2 separate regions of the Sus scrofa genome follow, and region 2 is linked to region 1. Evidence: chromatin contacts called from public HiChIP or PLAC-seq data. All regions are on one chromosome and are shown on one strand. The core of a region is the stretch at or near the end of the contact, and the rest is flanking DNA. Distances in the headings are between cores, read along the strand shown. Region 1 has its middle 65 kb from the start of NRIP1. Region 2 overlaps USP25 (ubiquitin carboxyl-terminal hydrolase 25).

Region 1 (6,742 bases), core at 3,044-5,543:
GAGGAAAGTAAAAGTTAAATTCCTATGGTTTTGAAGCATGGTGAAATAACGATAAAGAACTTTTCAACTATAACTAATTCGTAAATGCTATCGAAGCACTCAAAGAACATCAGGAGTGGAGTGATTATTTCCTAATTGGTTTGAGCCTAATGGATTTTAATTATGAATGAAAACACGCTCAGCAATTTTGTTGCACATATTGTCCTTGTGATCTAGTTAATTGTCTATATTCAAAAATTATTATATCAGTATGTCATTCAACAAACATTGTTGAGCCCTTATGTTGGGTCCTGGACCCTGTGAAGCATAGGACTAAAATTTAATATGAAAAAAGATTTGGGGAGTTCCCATTGTGGCTCAGCAGGTTAAGAACCCAACTAGTATCCATGAGAATGCAGGTTCCATCCCTGGCTTCACTCAGTGTGTTAAGAATCTGGTGTTGCTGTGGGCTGAGGCGAAGGTCGCAGATGCAGCTCTGATTTGGATTTGACCCCTAGCCTGGGAACTTCCATTTGCCCATGACTGCAGCACTGAAAAAGCAAAACAAACAAACCAAAAAACCAACATGCTTCAGGCATGAAGCAATATATGCCTTTTACAAATGGTAGAAGAAACACAGTGTTAGGAATGCTACACATGTTAAAAAGAAAGATTACTGTCGAGTACCATAATCATGGAAGCTCTTCAGAGTAGGTAGCACTTCATAATGAAATACAATATTTGGTCCACAGATTGCTTTATGTATATGTCTGTTCTCCTTAACTACTCCATGATCTACTTGTGGCTGGACACTGAATACTGTACTTGGGCTTTTGTTTTTGTCTTTGATTTGTCTGTTATCTTTTATTCTTTTAGCAAGGATCAGCTGCCTAGGAGGACCTTCATAAATAATTATATTTTAATACTTTCTAAATGGTAAGACAAAAGTCAGAACAAATGCCAGCAATTCCATCTGTACCTTTTAGCTGACTAGATTCCAACAGCGAGATTTTCGATGGAAACCGTGAGATGGCGGATCCTTCCAGTTCCTTGCTTCTGTGTTGCTGGCTGGGAAAATGGAATTCTAGTTCTCATTTTTCTACTGGCTTAATCAATGAAGTGGATCAGGCTTCAATTATCTCACCTAAAAAAATCAGCCTGCTAGCATCTTGAAGATTTAATAAGTATCATTTTATGTCCCCAAAGAGCTGTGAGGTTATTGGGAAAAATGTTATACCAACACGAGGTGCCGGTATCACTACCACAACTTGTGTACTGGTGTTAAGTTCATTCTTGACAATGGTGCAGAGGTTGCTATAGAAGCATCGCCATGGCTTTAATTTTTCACTTTTATGTTTCATCTGGCTCATCTTTTTGAAGTCATTTTCCTTGTTTAAAGAGTTTTGTATTGTACCTTTTCTCTCAAACTGGTTTTAGTTTCATGGATCTACTTCCCTGGAGGAAGCTGCATGTGGAAAAAGCTAAGAAACCATGGACCTTCTAATAATAATTTTCCTCTGCTCTTTTAGAGTCTCTTTTACCTGAGGATATCAAAGTGTTTTTCAAACCGGTTTTTATAATTACCTCCATCATACGAAAGGATAACTGCCAGTGAGGCTGAATGACTTACAGGAGGTTGACAAAAGCAAAATGCAGAACCTAAATTCGCTCCCCTTTTTTCTTCCCTGTCTCCCAGACTCCAGGACCAGGGCTCTGAGGAGATTTGGAGAAAACGGGAGCAAATCTTCCCAATCGGTGGCTCTAACGGAGACCTAAAGATGGTGCCCTCTGACAGCTCATCACCTGAGGATATATGAACAGAAATGGCAAGACATCAATTAAGTAGGAAACCGTGGCGGAGAGGTCACTTTGGGGTAGAAAGGCTAAAAAAGGCTTTGTCAAGTGGAATTTCAGTCAACCTACCCCAGGAAATGGCTGGTTCTCTGCATGGCCTTGCCTTTGCAATTTTCTTTTCTCACCTAGAAAAGTAGTTTATATTTGGTAAAGGGCAGGGGTCTACATTTTCCACAGCAGGCCAAGTTGAGGGCTAGAAAGATGGCTTTCTGGATTCTCCTTAAGGATATCATTTAAGCCCAGTGGTCACTGAGATTCAGAGTGCTTTAGCGATTGATCATCCATGCTTGATAACATTCAGATTTTCTTCCTGGGTTCTATTTGCAGAGAGAATGATATATCTCAAACTGACAAAGTTCCCCTAAGAACTGGACAAATGAAGGATGCAAACAGGGCTTGGTGAGCCAGGCATTTTGATTAAACCTGGGGTCTGAGAACTGGCAGAAGGTCCACGTCTGACTGATGGCAGAAAGGGCCTAGGGCCTCCATATTAAATGGTGAACTAGGGACCATAAAAGAGATAATATAGTGAAGATTTTCAGCCATCAATTTATTCCACAAATGGATAGGGCATTTTATACGTGGAGAGAGGGGCACTGATGGTTATCCGAATATCACTAACGTGTCCCACAGAACCTACTTGGAATAATTTTTTACTATTAATTTCACCAAGAGTGCTGATATGCTTTATATATATGATAAAGCTAATTTCTAATTTTTACATTTAGTAGAAATGAGGTTTTTTAACATTAGCAAAATCAGAATCTTATTAAATTTTAGGAGTGGATATAACTTTTAAAACCCTTCGGTTCTTTTTCTGGGTTCTGTTTGGTGATTAAAATGTTCTCATTTCAGTCTTCTTAGATTGGATTTATCATGCTTATAGTTTTTCTTAGACATATTTCGATTGTTTTCCAAAACTAGAATTTTTACAAGTTGTTTCATACATTCATTTTTATATTAACTCTTATAAAGAACGCTAATGGTTTCTATTTTCCTGATCAACAAGGAATTATTGAGGGAAATAATGGCCATTACTTATGAAGCATTTACTATATATGCCTGGTCTTGGATTAAGCTGCATGAACCGTGTCACTTCATTCTTAAAAGAACAGCATACATTAGGCATACTGGTATTATTTGCATTTTATAGATGAGGAAACAGAGGCTTAAAAATTTAGGTCAGAAGTTCCCTGGTGGCTCAACTCAGGTTGCTGCTGTGGCCCGGGGTTCAGTCTCTGGTCCGGGAACTTCCACATGCTATAGGCGTGGTCAAAAACAAATTAGGCCACTGATGCCACACAGCTAATAAATGACACAGCTGTCATTAAAACCCACGTCTTACTGATTCCAAACCCACTCTCTTGACTGCAACTTTAGCCTGTTTCGTAATTGATTCTTAAATTTCTAGTTCTATGACCTTCACTGTGTCTAGTTAAGCCATCACAAACCATGTGCCATTACTCTCTGCTCAAACATCTTCCGCCGACATGTTGGCGTATGTATACATATACAGATATATGTATATTTGATCAAATTGGAAACACTGAAGATCATGATGCCCTACATCTCATGCCTTAAATAGGCTTAAGGAGCCTCTGCATAAGGGTTTCAACTTTAATGACTGCAATGTCCTCTCAAAAAGAGATGACCTTACTAAAGGTCACTTCTGGGTAAATAAAACTCTGCTGCTGTTGACTTTTGATTCATCATCACACTGATATTTAGTGTCAGTCCAGTGTGCTGGATGAAGCAGCAGTCTTGAGCTCTTATAAAGGGAAACAGGTGGCTGGTCACATTGGACATATTCCCTTTGGCAGAGGTGGGGAAACTGCAACTAGTATTTAGCATTTTAATTGAAGTTGGCATTTGCAGAACCACTTTTCTCTTTAAAATTCTTTTCAAATGAGAGACAACCAAAATAGAAAGTATTATAACTCCTTCCTGTGTCATGTACATTTAGCTCCTTCAGAAGACGAGACTTCCCTTTGCTTTGACTCGAACAGCATTCGCGTGCTCCCAAGCTGATATTCAGTTGCCAAAACTAATACACGCAGGTGTTTAGCGTATCAGGGAGAGTAAATGTTTTTGTCAACTTTTTAAACAACTTCCCCCACAATCGCCAATGCTCTCCAAATAGAATCTGCTGACTTCAATGGCAGGGTCAGTGTTCCAGAGTGACTCACTGCCCCGGAGAGAACAAACAAGCTCAACAAAGGCTACTTGAAGATGTAAATGCCCTTTCCTTATTGCTGGTGAAAGCTAGGGTTTTCACAAAATAGAACTTAAAAGCCTGTGGGTGGGGGTTTTTGCTGTCTCAGATATCCCAGGGCCTCAAGAAATACACCCTCTAACAACTGTTTCCCTCCCCTACCTCTCCCAACTCCTAGAGTGCACCAGATGCATTCAGTTCCTCAGTGAAAATACTCCTGAACCTGATCCAGACCAGCCCTAACCCACGCCACTTCCCAGAAGCTAGCCTTGCCAAGGTCTCCAGTAACACGCTCACTGCCAAAACCAGATGGCATTTCTCCATCTTGATGCTCCTTGACTTATGTACAGAATTTGACACTGCTGATAACCAATTACACAACTCTCTCTCCTTGGCTTCTGAGCCTCTTTCCTCATTTAGTCTGACTCTCACCTCATCTACTTTAGAGACCCTTCACCACCACCCCTTCCAAATTAGCTTTTTCATGTTGGTTGCTTCACCAATGGCAGGGGCCATGCTTAATTCGTGTTAGAACCCCAGTGCCTAGATAGCGCTTGCAAAATAACATGACCTCAAAAAAATATTTGTTGAATGAATACATATATCTAATAAAACCATATCTGTGTTCACCTCTGTTCTCCACATTGCTTCTGTCTGCAAGACAAGTTCCATAACAATTCATATTAAATGGAAATTTATCATCTGTCTTTCACTTTGCCCACATCTAACATCCATGTATCAGTAAAGAACACTGATAAATAAGAAAGCTCCCAAATAAAACACCTCACTGGCTCTTGGTTGTTTTTCGATTTCTATTTCCAGTTCCTAATTAAAGCTGCTTTTTCAGTCATGACATTTTCTGAATCTGATTTGTCTTCTTTTCAACTCTTCTGAAGGATTTTTTATAGAATAAACAAGAAAAAGCACTCTGTGTTCAATTGGCATTTTGTATAGTAACTATTTGCTGTAATGTATTACAAAGAGCAGCCAATTAATATTTGTTGAGTGATAGCCACACAAATAACTGGATTATGTGAACTGTTTCTCAATTTGATCATTAATGCAGTCCAGACACATGAATTAGTGGTTCCATGTATGTTTATTTCAGTCATTTTAATGACCAAATCGTATTATCTCAGAGGTGATATTGTCCAAATAATGCACTGTGTTGTTTCAGTGAAAAATAAGAACTTAACTCTATTAAGTTTGTTTTATGGTTTACAGGTGATCCTTTATTTTTTTTTTGGATAATCATAGACTCATCTCCCCAGAATACCTCTTCTGCCAAACTTATCTTTTTCACCTGTCGGTTTATGTGTGCCAGACTTCTCTGAGGCCATATGATTTTTTTTAAACTTATCTGATAGATCATATGTAAGATCCTCTTGCTCAGCTGCAAACTCTTTCATCCTAATTTTTTAAATGCCTTACTGGTCATTTTTCTCTCTTCTTTTATACCCTCTGATCTAACCGCATCTTGTGTCTTCTCACTACCCTCTTCCTTTGATCATTTTACTTCATATGTTCCATTTGGATGGATAGATGGATAGATAGATAAATAGATAGATAGATAAAATCGCTTCTTGTAGACATTAAAGGATTGTTTGATATAACCTGCTAGCACCAAGAACTTACTTCCTAATAACAGATATTGTCTTTTTATTCTCTCTTGATAAGCATGTCTCTTCCATATTTGTAGCAAATCGAATACATTTATATTTGAATATCATTTTATATGTGGTTTGCCAAGCTATCTCTCCTTATACATTTCTCTGTTTTGGGTTTTTTTTTTTTTTTGGTCTTTTGTCTTTTCAGGGTCACACTTGAGGCATATGGAGTCTAATTGGAGCTACAGCTGCCAGCCTATGCCAGAGCCACAGCAATGCCAGATCCAAGCTGTATCTGTGACCTACACCACAGCTCACAGCAATGCCAGATCCTTAACCCACTGAGTGAGGCCAGGAATTGAACCCACAAACTCATGGTTCCTAGTCAGATTTGTTTCTGCTGTGCCACGACGGGAACTCCTGTTTCTCTGTTTTATTATCATCAGTTTCTGATTGTAAGCTCCTAAAAGGAAGAATTGATATTTATTAAATATAGCCTAAACAGTTTCCAGCACTCTAATATGAGAATATAAGCAAGTAAAGGTTATTTATGTCTATTAACACGTTATCATATATGTATCTGAAACTGTAGGTACCTGAAACTATAAAAAAATCAATTAATTCTTTTCATCTTTCACCAGTATATTCATTCAACCTTGCTAGAGGGAATATGTAATGAAAATGGACCCCTTCCATTATTCACTGGATCTTGTTAGATCAATAGTATTTCCCATTTAGTAAAATGTGATGTCTCATGATTTTTCATAGCAATCTGTATAATTGGAAGGGATTCACTTTGATTAACATAGAAGAGTGGTAATTCATATGAGGCATCATAATGAGATACAAGAGAAGCCTGTGTTGATATGTCTAACCTATCTGAGTTTCCAAAATAAGTACTTTTCTGAAGCTAAAGAGAACACCTTTTCAATTTTCCTGATGCTTATCATTCCTTCTATTTGATTCTTTTAGTTATAAACCATAAACATTTTAAATTTCTTTCTCTGCTTATCATAGCTACACTCTTTTGCACAACATTTTAAATCTTCAATAAAATATAAATGAGCAACAGCTTCCTGCTAACCACAAA
Region 2 (6,742 bases), core at 2,185-4,684, 680 kb before region 1:
TATTTCCTTTTTTAAAAAACATATTCTTAGCAATCATATAATTTCTCCCATAGGATTTTTTTTTTAAATATTAAGGCCTTCTGGAAGTTTTTGATAAATTTTATTATAAAAGAATAAAAAGGTAGGTAAGAGGGAGTTCCTATCATGGCTCAGCAGAAATGAATCTGACTAGTATCCATGAGGATGTAGTTCAATCCCCGGCCTCGCTCAGTGGGTTAAGGATCCAGAGCTGCCATAAGCTATGGCATAGGCTGCAGAGGTGGCTCGGATCCCGCACTGCTGTGACATGGGCTGGCAGCTGCAGCTCTGATTCGATCCCCTAGCCTGGGAACCTCCATATGCCACGGTATGGCTGTGAAGAAAAAAAAAGACAAAACGGCAATAAATCCAGTATGAGAATACAACTGAATGAGGAAAATACTAATACAAAATATTTAAGTTCAGCAATTTCATAACAAAATGTATAAGAGAATTAAGATAAACATCAGGAGTTCCCGTGGTGGTGCAGTGGTTAACGAATCCAACTAGGAACCATGAGGTTGCGGGTTCGGTCCCTGCCCTTGCTCAGTGGGTTAAGGATCCGGCGTTGCTGTGAGCTGTGGGGTAGGTTGCAGACACGGCTCTGATCCCGCGTTGCTGTGGCTCTGGCGTAGGCCAGTGGCTACAGCTCCGATTAGACCCCTAGCCTGGGAACCTCCATATGCCGCAGGAGCGGCCCAAGAAATAGCAAAAAAAGACCAAAAAAAAAAAAAAAAAAGATAAATATCAAAGATAAATTAAAATATGTAAATGATTATGATAATGCTTACTAGCTCAAAAGTCAACTTACCTGTATCATAGATTTGTCAGAGTACATTAGTTCAATTGTGCGATGGATTCTGGATATGCTTTCCTGCAAATCTAAGGACAAAAGATGTCATTTAATGATTAACACCAAGTATATTTTTACTGAGACCTATAAGTAGGGAATAAAGGTTTTCCTACCAATATGTTAGAGAAATGGCGAAAACTTCCTAAAACTGTTTTTAAAAACATTACTATTTGGAATCTGTATAAAATGAAATTTAGTTCTCCTTAATGAATGATAACAGCACAAATGAAAAATTAAAAACCAAACAAATATGGTTCATTTAAAAAAATGTGCAGAGCCAATAAATAAAGGAAGGTTTCAACGAAAATTAAAGCTAAACTCCCCACATATTTGTATTAAACACAAAAACTTTAGAATGAATTAACTGCACCACATATCATGCACACACACACATACACCTGAATAAAAATCCACCATAATCACCACTGGAAATAAAGTTATGAGACTCTCATTATTGTTTCTATTTTCAGTAGAAAACTATCTCATCTAATTACTCAGAGGTAGGGATAACTATATTATCCGTAATTATTAAAAACAAAACAAAACTGGAGACAACCTAAATATCTCTCAATTGGGAAATGGTCAAATTATAGTATAACCACACTATACTATTAAGATGTTAAAAACAATCAGGAAAAAAAACATCAAAGACTACAGAAAATTTAGTAAATTTAGAGTAGAGAAAGGCCTTTTTAAGCCTGATAGAAAATCCAATAACCATAAATTAAAAGATAAGACTACCTCCCCAAATTTAAGAAAATCTATATTATAAAAACAAAAATCAACATAAAGAAAGTCAAATGACAAACTGGAAAAATATTATTTGTGGCCTACACTACAACCAACAGGTTAATACCCATAGCATTAAAGTTACTATTAAGCAATAATATAAAGACAAAGGGCTCCATATAAAACCATAACTGTCACATATAAAAAATGCATAGAAAAATAGAATTTCACTCATAATTAATGAAATGCAACCAAAACACTGAAATACCATTTTCATTTCAACTGAAACTGCTACAGATTTAAAAGTACCTAGGGCTAGGGACAATACTGGGAAACAGGTTCTCTTACACACAATTAGTGAGAATATAAACTGGTTCAATGTTTGGGGGGGGAGATTTTTAAATAGTCAAAATTTAAAATATATAAACTTTGGATCGGAAAGGACATTTTTAATATATTCTACTCAAAAAGTAGGTTAATATGCATGTAGAAGGCCAGCACTATGGGTAGTGAATAACAATACAGAAATTAAATGAATTACATCTACTCCTGTATCGGGATACTAAATAACGGTTTATAATGCTAACAGCAAATACTAACAGGGACAAAAGGGAGGGAACAAACATTCCAAGCGAAATCTTACTTGATCCACAGTATTATAGGTTCAGAACCTTATGACATGAATGTCTCTCAAGTTCCTCTAACTTAAAATGGCCAAAAGGGGACTCATCGTATTCCTACTTCTTTCCACAAGGTGAAGGCCTGCTCGCCCACCAGTTTGCCCTTTTCCAAAGTGCATTCTATCTGTGTGGTTATTCACACCATTATGAAGAACTACAGGAACCTTCCCCAACCCCCTCTTGTCAATGACTCAAATCTGTCAGTTGTCTTCAAAGAATACAAGAAATTCATTTCTTTCCTCCCTCAATGCCACTACCTTGGTGCCAAAGCTACCTTCTTAGCTTTTCAGCCTTCTGAATATAATCTTATAAAACAAACACAACCTGCCCAGTCCAGTAGAAAATTATCCAACACCTAGCATAGCATTCAGGAAAAACTGTGTGCTTAACTAATCTTTACCAATGATTTCAAACATAAAAAATTCTCATATATGAAAAATACTACAGGAACTCTTCACAGTTACGAATGCTGTTAGTTGCCACCATACCCTATTTACTCCCTATTAAATCAGGACTGCTCTTTATTTGTGTCTTGTCTATAAAGCATCTAGCTGGTCTTCCAAAAATCTAGCAACTGATATTGTTTAGCACAATTCCAACATTTGTATAAAACAGTAACTCCTACATTTGTCTTTCTTCACAGATCAACAGACTTAGGATAAAACTGGGGAGGAATAATAGGGTATTACATTCTGACATGAAAGCAAAATTATGGTAAAATCTACCACAACATATTAATATTGATTCAATTTTTTTTCAAAAAGATTTTTGATAACAGTAAAGTAGGACGGAGATATAAAAGAGAGTTCCTTCGAAGAATCGAGAGACGGCAACTTAACAATAACATACAACACCCCCCAACCCCGCCCCAGAGCAATGTCCTTTTTTTTCTTATTTTGCTACATGTCAGACAAAACTTGTTACAGACAGGCACCGAGCTAAAAGATCATATTTGGAAATCTGCTAGAGCAGACTAAAGTTAAAATTCACATTTCCAATCCTTAACCTAATAAAAAAATTTTGAACACCTGAACTCACTGTGAAACTTCAAGGGAAGTACACAACTGGTAAATACAAAATGTGATCCTGTGTAATGTTTCGCCAATGGAGTACCTGTGAATACCAGTTTGATATAAATTTAGAGCAACAAACTAGAAAATTAGACCATCTGTTAGGTCATTAATCAGCTACGTAATCCAAGGAAAGTCTTTTGGTCTCTCTGAACCTGATATTAAAATCATAAAAATGAAAGCCAAACTGCTTGATCTTAAAGAAAACACTTTCTAGAAAAACAAAACAAAACAACTTTAAATATTTACATATGTGATTTCTCTTCTCAATGTTAACATTAATCGTATCCATTTCAGGTGAGAGAGTTATGCTATGAGAAGCTTCTTACCTCTGGTGTCATTTTCTATTTCTGTCCTCCAGCGATGTAAACAGCTTTCTAGCACAGAGAGTTCTTCTTCTGTTATATGCCTTGGTGCTGGATGCATGGGCAAGTCTGGAGGTATCCGAGACTGAGTGAATGGTTTATGTATTACTGATCTCGATGAAATGGCAGCTATCGATGCAGGCGATGTGCTTGGCAGCTCTGAAGAAGGAGCTCCCTGCTGATCTGTTGTGCTATTTTTTTTTAAAGCATAAAATATTTACTATTGAACCTTCCAAACTGAAGCTCAGGACAAAGACTATGTCAAACACAAGCATTAAACTGGCTTATAATTTCAAAAGGAAAAGGTTTTCTTAAAAAAAGAAATATGTAGGTTAATCTAATGTCCTAATGAAATTCTTAATATATGGAACTACATCTTTGTAAGAATAAAACTGAGGTTTTGAACTATGGTAGAAATGGTGTGATCGTATTTATGTAAATGAATCTTACATAAACCGGAACTATAAAAACCTTCCCTTCCTAATACTTCCTGCTCATGTTACAAAAAAAGTTTCTAACTAAACAGTAGTATTTTCACAGATAAAAGGTTGATGCATATAATATATGAAAACAACCTAAAGTATAAGTCTGATGAAAATTTCAACCTACAACTATAAAATGAATTGAAACAGCGAAATAAGAAAGCACGTGGGAGACATAATATCTTCTAAGTGAATCTAATCTTTTTAGAGTTCCCTGAAATAAATCAAAACATATATTTTATAAAGCCTTCTTTAAAGGTATTCATTACATTATTGTACAATACAGTAACATAGCTATGGCTTCTATGAAGAAAACTTTTTTACCTTGGTAACGTCTGTGATGGTATGGAACCACTAGATGGGGAACTAGCGTCAATATCATCAACAGGAGAAGTGCAAACGGGTTTACTTGAGGCAAATTCCAAGGCATACTGCAGAACATCTACCAAGGGGAATCGTTTGGGACCTGAACCATAGCTTAAATACCTGTTAACCATAAAATATATACATGCTTTCAATTATACATAAACCACATTTGTGTTTTTAATAATTATAAAACATGACAAAAACACTTCGATGCATCTTCCTCAACAATGAAAATAATTTTGCTTTATTCAAATAAAGATGGTAAAACTGAATATACACTCAAGAAATAAATGTTCTCCAAAGGAACAAAACTAAATATGATTAAGACAATGTGTGCATATACTGTTATAAATTCTAAATGCTGTTCTTAGGTTGTAACCCAAGGGTAAAACGAAAACTGACAGGTCCATCCCGTGAGACTGTTTTGATTTTGAGATCTGTCGTCTAGCCTCATGTCAAGATGATGACTAATGCTGTCCTCCTACCTTTTACCTCTAACTTTTTTTTCAATATGATGACTGATACTTTTTAAGAAATATCTGTAAAATTTTCAATAATTTTAATATTTTGCATTAAAAAGTTTAGGCTACTAATTTTCAAACATTAAGCAAGGAATACAGATTAAATCAGAGGTTGCAAACTAGGATCTTTCACACCACATTTCAGGCTGTAGACTTCTGTCTAAACTACAGAATATCTGATAGTCCAGATTCTGGACTTCTTTCAAAACAACTATATGCTCTGGACACCCGCGAGATGACATTCATGCATAGTACCCACCCCCTAGTGTGGATGGCAGCTACCCCCTCTCCACAGGGGTATGCTCTCTCCATTCCCTTTGCCCAAAAGCTTATGCCTAACTTGCTTTCCTTTTTTTTATAAATCCCCCAGGAGGCTCTTGTATGCATCTGAATTTATGTCTTTTGCTGTTAAGGAGAAAAACTCAAGTCACTATTCACTTCAATGGAAATCTGAAGAGTAATATTTAGTCTCGTGCAAGAAGAAACCTCAAACACAGATTAGTTTAACTTAACATCTATTTTCAGTACCTTGAGTGTTACCTGTTGACTGTGGGAATATTTAAACAATAATCATCTAATGCCAACTATGAATTACTTTAGTGGCTAATGAAACTCAAGCCTGAACTATTCAAGTAAAATATCAATGCAGAATGTTTATCTACTCCTAGAATTACAAATCATTCAAAACAAATTCAAAACTAAAGGTCTAGACAGTCACTAAGGATATGACTTCCTATAGTTAGCTCATAATTTCATAAAAGTTACAATACCTTTCTAGTCTTTGTTGTAATACTGTGAGGTAATCTTTTAGTCTTTTGATTTCTTCCCTCTTAATTCTTGTTATTTCTCTATTTCTATGCATGTATCTATCAGGAAAAAGAAAAACAGCAATTACTAGAATTTCTAAATATCATGGAAGCAGATATAAAACTGTCTTGCCATCACCAAAAAAGATCAACTCATTCAAAATTTTATAGTAAAACATCAGATAAACAATACAATTAGTCTTTTTACTTAACATTATTCCCGGCAACTATAGTTTTCAAAATAAAAAGAGAATTCTGTTTTCCTTGACAAATGGTGTAACATACATTACGCAAAAAGTAAAAATTAAATTGAAGAAAATCGAGCAAAAATTTTCTCTAAGTACAATAACTCTTCACTTGGATACTAAACTGTTTCAAAACTAAGTCAGGCCTTATACCAAACCATACCTGTCCAGATATAAAACTTGAGGAAATTCTAATTTGTTGTGAATTTTTTCCGGTCTTCCCAATGCCTGATTAAATTCAAATCTTGACAACTCAAATGTTAACACAGGCGGTAGTTCAGTAAACCAATGCTGAAGGAACACAATAACAAAAAAAGTTTACATCACCTTTCTGTTTTCTCCACTGCAATTTCAGGCACAGGATATTAGTCAGCAGTGGCATTTTTACATTACATTTACATTTTTACATTAATCATCACAATGCTAATGTCACAAGTAACTGACTGGGTATGCAATTTAGTATTAAAACTCAACTTCTTCCTAAAAATTTTTCACACCTTTGGAAAATTCCAATGAGGTTAATGCACAACCAGGATAGAGAAAATCTTCTAATGGCTTTCCTTCTTACATGGTAATATATATATATATATATATATATATATATATA

Evidence for each region. HiChIP or PLAC-seq counts read pairs in DNA pulled down with a chosen protein or histone mark.
Region 2: an H3K27ac HiChIP or PLAC-seq map of skeletal muscle shows a contact between it and region 1, with 3 times the contacts expected there. The contact joins two enhancer-like sites. A contact is called at or near these places in 1 of 47 Hi-C or Micro-C datasets (skeletal muscle) and 1 of 2 datasets of contacts at active chromatin or transcription factors (skeletal muscle).

What each region holds. Positions count from the first base shown.
Region 1 is chr13:179,978,237-179,984,978 of Sscrofa11.1, reverse strand. No RefSeq gene overlaps it. Among named protein-coding and RNA genes, the nearest start is that of NRIP1, 65 kb to the right of the region's middle. Within about 2 kb of position 4,293, at least 33 of the 83 cell types and tissues checked have an H3K27ac peak or open chromatin away from gene starts, as enhancers often do. A contact at or near this core is called in skeletal muscle, where this site is marked.
Region 2 is chr13:180,658,038-180,664,779 of Sscrofa11.1, reverse strand. It overlaps USP25 (ubiquitin carboxyl-terminal hydrolase 25), which reads right to left. Exons shown (of 24, transcript XM_021070825.1): 11 at 6,299-6,426; 12 at 5,855-5,950; 13 at 4,522-4,683; 14 at 3,680-3,906; 15 at 830-900. Among named protein-coding and RNA genes, the nearest start is that of USP25, 90 kb to the right of the region's middle. Within about 2 kb of position 3,434, at least 5 of the 83 cell types and tissues checked have an H3K27ac peak or open chromatin away from gene starts, as enhancers often do. A contact at or near this core is called in skeletal muscle, where this site is marked.